Linked DNA regions of Mus musculus: region 2 is linked to region 1. A link is a contact called in public promoter capture Hi-C data. All regions are on one chromosome and are shown on one strand. The core of a region is the stretch at or near the end of the contact, and the rest is flanking DNA. Distances in the headings are between cores, read along the strand shown.

Region 1 (3,923 bases), core at 782-3,281:
GTGACATAAACAGGCTACCAAAAATGAACAAGATGATGTCATCCCATTCTGATTTTTTTTTCCTCTCTCTTTTAAGCCATTTTTCTGTGGTCTATATTTATCTTAGTTACTGTTCTGTTGCTGTGGAGAGACACCAGGACCAGGAAATCTCTTATAAAAGAAGGTCTTTAATTGGGGGCTTGCTTACAGTTTCAGAGGGTCAGTTCATGATCACCATGGAGGGAAGCAGACAGGCAGGGTGCTGAGGCAGTAGCTGAGAGATTTACCTCTTGATCTATAGGCAGCAAGTAGGGAGAGACGAGAAGATAGTGGGCCTGGCAGGGACTTTTGAAACCTCAAAATCACTCCCAGTGACACAGCTCCTTCAACAAGGCCACACCTCCTAAATCCTTCCCAAACAGTTCCTCTAACTAGGGACCAAGCATTCAAGCATATGGGCCGATGGGGTCCATTTTCATTCAGTCCACTTCAATATTTGCTAGATTATAAGCACTAAATAAAAATAACAAGAACTGTTGTCAGTCAGCCCTTGTAAAGAGTACAGAAGACACTCTGTCTAAAAAAACCTCTCAGCAGCTTCTCCAGCCTCCTAGGTTTAAGGCCTTCCTTATCTGAGTTCTGCTTGATGTCATAGACATCGATTTGATCACGTTTTACTGTGTATTTCTGCCTTTCTACCTGCTCCTTGCACTTATTCAAAACCAAAAGCATAGCAGTGGTAGCTCATTGTCTGGAATGAGAGCACACACATGCTGTGCACACACAGACATACACATGCAGATGTCTTCTATACGATTTCCCTGGAACTATTTGGCTTTGAGGTTCTGGAGGAGACAAGCATCAGAGTTCCACTTACACATTCTATGGGAAGCCATCATCCATTCTGGGTGAGGACTTTCCAGTGTAGTTGCTTTGAGGTCACTCACCCTGCTGGCAGTAACCTCTTGCCTATGCTCTGTAAGTAAGCCAGATACATTTACTGGCATTCCAGGGGGAACTTTGGTTTGTCACCGAGACCTTAGGAAAAGGGGATAAACATCGCATAGTCTTTACCTAAGGAGAAAATTCTCACAAATGTTCTCATGTCTCATGGCACACCTTTAATCCCAGCACTTATGGATCTTTGAGTTTGAGACCAGCTTGGGTCACATAGTGAGTTTTAAGTCAGCCAGGGATGGATTGAAAGACCTTATCTCTTTTGTTTGTTGGTTGGTTTGGTTTTTTTTTTTTTTTTCAAGACAGGCTTTGTTTAGCCCCAGCTTCCTGGAACTCATTCTGCAGACCAGGCTGGCCTCAAATGCAAAGATCTATCTGCCTCTGACTCTTGAATGCTGGGATCAAAGGACAACCTTCCCACTGCCCAGCAACCGTGTCTTTAAAGAACAACAAAAAAAGTCAAGACCAGACAAATGGATAAGTGTAACTGATCTCCTGGGTTTTCAATAATCATGTACAAAGGTCAGTATTAATGTGGTTAGAGGAATTTAAAAAGGATAATATTTTGCTGCTTCTAAGGTCAGCTAGGTCCTTGGGGACTGAGACATGGCTTGAAATGAATTGTCCTGTTGTCCAGAAACGCGACAGATTCCCATCCAGTGGATCCTAGAGTCCCGTCTACAGAGAGGAGGGTGGTATTAGTGTGCTCAAACACCATGACTAAGGTAGTTGGCTCCTCATTGGGCTCCAGAGAGAACAGGAAGCCAGCTCTTGCCATCCACGAGACCCCTGTGTCAAAACAAAAAATTCCAACAAAAATAAACGAAAATCGTGTCCTCTTTACTATCTCACGCCATACACACCAAGACCTGCAGAAGCACTTCGGGACGGAACCGAGCAAGCTCACGGCAGTTCGCGAATGCGAGTGATAAATTTCAGGCAGCTCCGTGTATGCTTTTCCCATTTGCAAAACGAAGACAGTCTGCTTCTCCTCCTAACCCCGACCCCACCCGCCGCTCGCCCCGGAGCAATTCTGTCCCTTCCGCGCCGCCGTCGCGCGCGGGCGGGGTCAGAGGTCACGGCGGCGTTAGTGGTGACGTGGTTTTCTGCCTTCACCCGGAAAGCCCGGCGTTCGCAGCGCGCGGAGCCGGCGTCCCGTTGGCGCGCTCTGGCCTGGCTTCGGGTCGTCGCTTCGGCCCCGAGGAGCCGCTCGCTGTCTCCGGAGCGGCGGAGAGGATGGTGCGGGGCAGCCCGGGGCCCGCCGCGCGCCGCCGCGAGTGAACAGGGCCAGGCCGCGGGCGTCCGCGGGCTCGAGCCGCCAGTCTGCGGGGCGGTGAGTAGGAGACGGGGTCGTAATCGCGGGCGCATGGGCCGGGACCGGGGACCCTGAACCCGGGGCCCACGGCGTGCTGGGCGGATCGGTGCGCAGGCTCTCCCAGCCACCCCAGCTCCGTTCACTCCTCTATTAGCTGACCCGGTCCTGTTCCATCCTCCCGAGGCCTGCGGAGTCCTGCTCCCTCAGTCAAGGCTTGTATAGGTCGGCTGAATAAGGCTGCGTGGACCTACTAGCATCCTTTGCAAGTTTTAGAAAAAAAAATGATTGTTTTGGAAAATTATTTACATGATGTGTTTGTATTATCTTGTCTGCGCACGTGAGCGCAAATACCCACCGACTCCAGAAGAGGGCGTTGTGTCCTTAGACCCAGAGTTACACTCCATTGGTAGCTGCCTGATGATGGGGTTGCTGAGAACTTAACTCTGGTCCTCAGGAATAGCAGGTATTCTTAACCCCGTAGCCATCTTTCCAACTTCTCTGTGTGTGTGTGTGTGTGTGTGTGTGTGTGTGTGTGTGTGTGTGTGTGACAGAGAGAGAGAGAGAGAGAGAGAGAGAGAGAGAGTGAGAGTGAGAGAGTGAGTGTGAGTGTGTGTGTGTGTTCAGTTTTAGATTTGTGACTTGACTTTGGGTTGTCAAAAATGTATCCAAAAGAGGGTTTAATGCAGCCTTAACTGGCTAGGATTTCCCTATGTAGACAAGACCCACCTTCAACACCGATCTTCCCGATTCAGACTCCGTAGTTCAGAGATATAGGCGTGGGCCACACTGCCAAGGTTTCACAGTGTAATAACGGTATTGTTTTGGTTTTAATCTGAATCCTGGAGTCTGGGGTCTCCTGCAGCCTTAGATAGTCCAAACCCACGACTCAGTCGAGGCTGACCTTGATTCTCTTAGACTCCCTAGTGCTGCCGTTGGCAGGTGTGCACTGCCATGCCGGTTAAGCCCGGCTAAAACATAATTTTTTTTTTTTTTTAAAGACAGGTCCACTGTGTAGTTCAGGCTGGCCTCCAACTCTCTGTGTAGCTTGAAGTTGTGATCCTCCTGCCTCAGCCTCATATTGGGGTGTTGTTAGCTGTGTGGTACCAGGCCCTGTTCACAGAGTAGTGGTAGCCTGGTGGCAAGGCTAGTCAATACTGGGACAGGGGGGTGATTTCTTACCTGTCCCATAGTTGTATAATACAACAAATCACGGGAGGATTTCCACATACTGTAAGACACACAGCTTTAGTTCTGATGCAGAGAATCCAGAGCTGTGAGTTTAACATAATGGAAATAACCTGAAGCCATGTCACAGTTCTGGAACTCGTATTTTCCCAGGCTTCTGTCGTTGCCTTGTCTGAACATTCTCAGGAGCCCATGGTTTTAAAGCTTCGTGTTTCCTTTTGACCCTTCTTCCCTCTCTCATCTAGTGCTCTCCTCTTTACACACGAGCATTAGAGAAAACTGGGCCTGATTTGGGGGTGGGGTGGAGTGGTCGGGGATACAGAGCACAGTGCAAGGGTGGTGGACCTACAGGATGGTTTTTGTCAGTATGGGAAGTCTGTAGAATTCTAATTATGGGCCAGACCTAGTGGCACACGCCTGTGATCCCAGATCCTTGTGAGCTGCCACTGGAGCTGCCACCAGCCCAACCCAGGTGCCCTGGAAGATT
Region 2 (3,923 bases), core at 889-3,388, about 15 Mb after region 1:
AGGGCAGCTCAGAATCACTCCAGTTCCTGGGTGATCTAAAGCCCTCTCCCGACCTCTGTGGGCTCTGCACGCATGGTACACTTGTACACACATGGACAAAAAAACAAAACACACATACAAATCTCACATAAAACAACTAAACTGGCAAAATTAAAGATAGACTGACTCAACAGCAGTCTAACACTGATCAGGACTGTCAGAGACAATTCAGCTACGAGGATCAGTGCCATACCCTCATGTGCTAGCCGGACGACTAGACCAATCCCTGCTAAAGCTAGTCTCACAGCTGGGTTGCAAGCCTTTGGCATCTCGATGCAGGTGTGACTGTGGCCTCTATTGCCAAACAGGCCCTTTCTTGATTTCTGCAGACCCCTTGCTATGAGTAGAGAATCTATGATTAGACAGCTAGAACTGTTGCAAGCTCCGGAGACCACTGCAGAGACACAGTGACTTCCTAGACAGCAGCTGCAGAGCTGTAATTGAGCTGCCAACAGCCTACACCGCCCATTTTTAATGACAACCTGAGTTCCCAGGGGTGTATCTAGGTATGCTCATGAAAGGCCTATTGTGAGATACCAAGCTTTACCATTAAAAACAAACAAAACAAAAAACCAACCAACCAACCAGCCAAACAAACAAAAAAAGCAACACCCTTTCGTGATCTTAGTTTGTTTGTTTTACTGAGGCTCTTTCAAGATGCTTTAAAAAAATAATTCACAGTATACTGAAAACAGAATTGGTCCTTTGCTCCTGGGGGATTTTTTAAAATAGTTTTTAATCACTGTTTTCTCATGTTAGCCCAAGCAAGGAAACAAGCTTTGTTTATCTGCCTGCAAAGCTTCCCAGAAATCAAGACTAAGTCCATTAGCCATGATTTCATATTCAAGACTGCCGAACTGTAATTCTCAACCTTGGAGTCAGGAGCTGAAAAAAGTTCCTTTGCCTTTTAAAGATGAGACTGTGAAACAAAGACAGTGCTCCTCTAGACGCAGGATAAATCAGCAGAGAACTAGATTTAGACACACTTGGCCCTGTAGAGCCTAATATCTGAATATTGACAGGAAGCAATTTAAGCTTGAAAATCTCCAGGCAGATGTTCCTGTGGGCTCACTGCATTAACTGGCTTAACACGTGAGCTGCCAACATTTACTGAACATCTGTTCTGTGCTGGGAGCTAGCCAGGCCCTTAGAGCGATTTATTCTGCCACCGTAACTCCTGTCCGCCTGTCTCCTACTCATCCAACTAAGCCTTATTAATACCCCTGTAGTTCAGATGAAGAAAACGAACTGGAAAAGTTTTGTTTGAGGCCACAGACTTAAGATGTGATATATCTGGTATTCAAACCCCTGATTCTAAGGGGTGAAACCAATGTACGATGGGAAACACTTGTTTTCTTGGTCTCTACACACAGTAATAGCTGAACATTTAGGGGCTGCGGGGCACTGGGCTGAGTACGTGGGCTACCTAGTTTATGCCTCTCTCATAACAGGAGGAAAATATAATCAATGTCCCCCACCCCAACCCCCTTTTTGGAAACGACAAAACCGGGACACAAAGAAGTTAGGCGACTGGCTCAGAAGCACATCCTTAGTGGCTACGGTGCAAGGAGAGAATCAGAGCCAGGTCCCACATCATCAAGTCAAGGTCTTATTATGAGGCAGGCGTGGCTCCTCAAAAGCTCCACAAAAGCCACATTTTATGCTCGAGGCAGCCAGGCACCGCACCAGCGCGGGACGCGGTGACTCAGTCTCCGGCCAGCCAAATGGGAGGACAAACTTCAGATGCTCCGGAGGCTTGGCCGAGACTCCTGGGTCCTGCTCTCCTCAAGGACAAGGACCCAGCACCCGTGAGTCTCCTCAAAAATCCCCGACGGAGAGGCCCTCAACCACTGTGGTCCTCGGCTTCCCAGGCAGGACAATTGAGCGTCGAGGCCCACGCATGGCTGGGAGGCGACGGGGATGGCCTCCTTCAGCGCGGATCTCTTAGAGGCCCCAGACCCGCGGGCTGAGGGGTCCGCGGCAGCCCGCCTACGGCCGCCACTAGAGAAGCCACGCGAACCACGCGCGCCCACCCCCTCACCTCCTTTAGGCATCTCGGCTCCGGCGGCTGCAGCGGCGGCGGCGGCGCCTCGAACTGACACCGGAACCGGAAACTCCTTGGAATCGACTTCTTCCGCCCGGCTTGGTTCCCTCTCCGCGCGCCACTGACGCCGCCACCGCCGCCACGGCTGCGAGGATCTGGGACCTCACACCGAGGCCGGGCTGTCTTGGGAGGTGCCTGAATTCCTGACCAGAATATGTACTGCCAGGAATCCGCGTTCCCCGGTGTCCCTGTCCGAGGAGACACGTAGCCGTGTGGGCCACCCCTACAGGAAGTGAGAGGAAAAGGGCCGTACGGTTTACGGAATTCTACAAAGGCAGCGCCAGGGACACCTAAGATGACGCAATCTCCGCGCGAGGTGGGCGGGGCCCCGCGAGGGCCTTATTCTGAAGAGTTTGTCGCCGGAGCGGAAGCCGTCAATAAAGAAGCAGCGGCCTTAGGTGCTTGAGTTTCCGGTGAGTGTTTCTCTGCTCGGTTCTCGAGTACCGTATCTTTGGCAATGGTTACGGGCAGGAGAGCTGTGTGAGCTGCTTATGCGGCAGAGGCTGGAGTCTCCGATGACTTGCACAGGGGATGGTAAACTTGGGGCTCGCTCTTTCTCTCTCTGCGTGTGTGTTTTTTTCCCACGTCGTTTTCTCTTCCGGGACCGTTTTCTGTCTAAACACCGCTTTTTTTCTCAGATGCTGCTCTTGAGTTTTCTGCCACTGTCCCTTCCGTAACTTCGCTCTTGTTCACCCCTTTTCCCGCTCTTCTACGTCTGTAAACAGCCCAACACAACACCTCTTTCCTCCTGATCCGATCGCCTCTTCGTTTTACCTCTCCCCGGCCCCGAGAGCCTCTCGGGTTGAGTCCTCCTAGGTCAGGAGAAAGTGATTCTCTAATCAGGCTGTGCGCCCTGGGAAGGGCTCAGAGTCAATCTATCTTTTAACGTAAGCGCTGGAAAAACCAGAGCAAAGACCACTGATGGGGAAGTCAGGAGCCTCTAATCTGTTAGACTCACTGGTTGTCAGCAATGTGACCCTGAGTCCACGTCTTAAGAGTTTTATTCTTAATTTATTAAATTGTTAAGAAGGGGTGTGGGAATAGGGGATTGTAAAGTGTCAGTCACCATACAGTGGATGGGACTAAAGACAGTTTTGAGCAGATGAGTCTGTTATGCTGATAGGTTACTCTTTGCCAGCTAGAAAGCTTTATGCAATCGGAAGAAGAAGAAAACAGCGTTTCTATTTAGATTTTGACTGGCCTGCTTTGTTGTTCTAAAAAGAGAGATTTTTGGCGGCTATTTAACGTGTGTAATCTACTGCTTTTATTCTACAGATGAGACAGAAGACTGCAGAAGAAAAGTGATCTCCCCCAGAGTCACAGAATAGTTGGTAAATCTGGACAAGAACACAGCTTTGTAACTGTGAAGACCAAGAATTTTTTTTATATTACTCTCAATACCCAAAGGTATTGTGCATTCCTTCTTTCCTTCCTTCCTTCTTTCCTTTCTCTGTCTTTCTCTCTTGCCTTCTCTATTTCTCTCTCTCTCCCTCTTACTGTCTGTCTTCCTTCCTCTTTCTTCCTTTCTTTTCTTTATTTCTTGACAGGGTCTTATGTAGTCTAGATTGGGCACAAGCTCACCATATACCCAAAACTGGCCTTGAACTCTCAATCCTTCTGGCCCCACCTCACACATGCTTGGAGAATGCGTGTGTGTCACAGTTCCCTTCTAGGGAAGCTGAGTAGCTGTTCTGGGCCTTCTGGAGAATGATCTACCATGGACATATGTTTTTCTCATGAGTGGTAGACAGCAATCCAAAGCAAAGGAAAAAATAGCTAG

Evidence for each region. Promoter capture Hi-C pulls out the DNA fragments that hold promoters and counts their contacts.
Region 2: a promoter capture Hi-C map of pre-B cells shows a contact between it and region 1. The contact joins the promoter of Pdap1 here to the promoter of Tmem248 in region 1. A contact is called at or near these places in 2 of 39 promoter capture datasets (cranial neural crest and pre-B cells).

What each region holds. Positions count from the first base shown.
Region 1 is chr5:130,220,304-130,224,226 of GRCm38.p6, forward strand. Tmem248 (transmembrane protein 248) reads left to right here and starts at 2,032. Exons shown (of 7, transcript NM_027854.1): 1 at 2,032-2,269. Gm6598 (a long non-coding RNA gene) reads right to left here and starts at 3,563. Exons shown (of 2, transcript XR_377119.4): 1 at 3,431-3,563; 2 at 1,415-1,725.
Region 2 is chr5:145,137,887-145,141,809 of GRCm38.p6, forward strand. It overlaps Pdap1 (PDGFA associated protein 1), which reads right to left and starts at 2,139. Exons shown (of 6, transcript NM_001033313.4): 1 at 2,081-2,139. The coding sequence starts at 2,093. It overlaps Bud31 (BUD31 homolog), which reads left to right and starts at 2,490. Exons shown (of 6, transcript NM_001310771.1): 1 at 2,490-2,556; 2 at 3,419-3,550.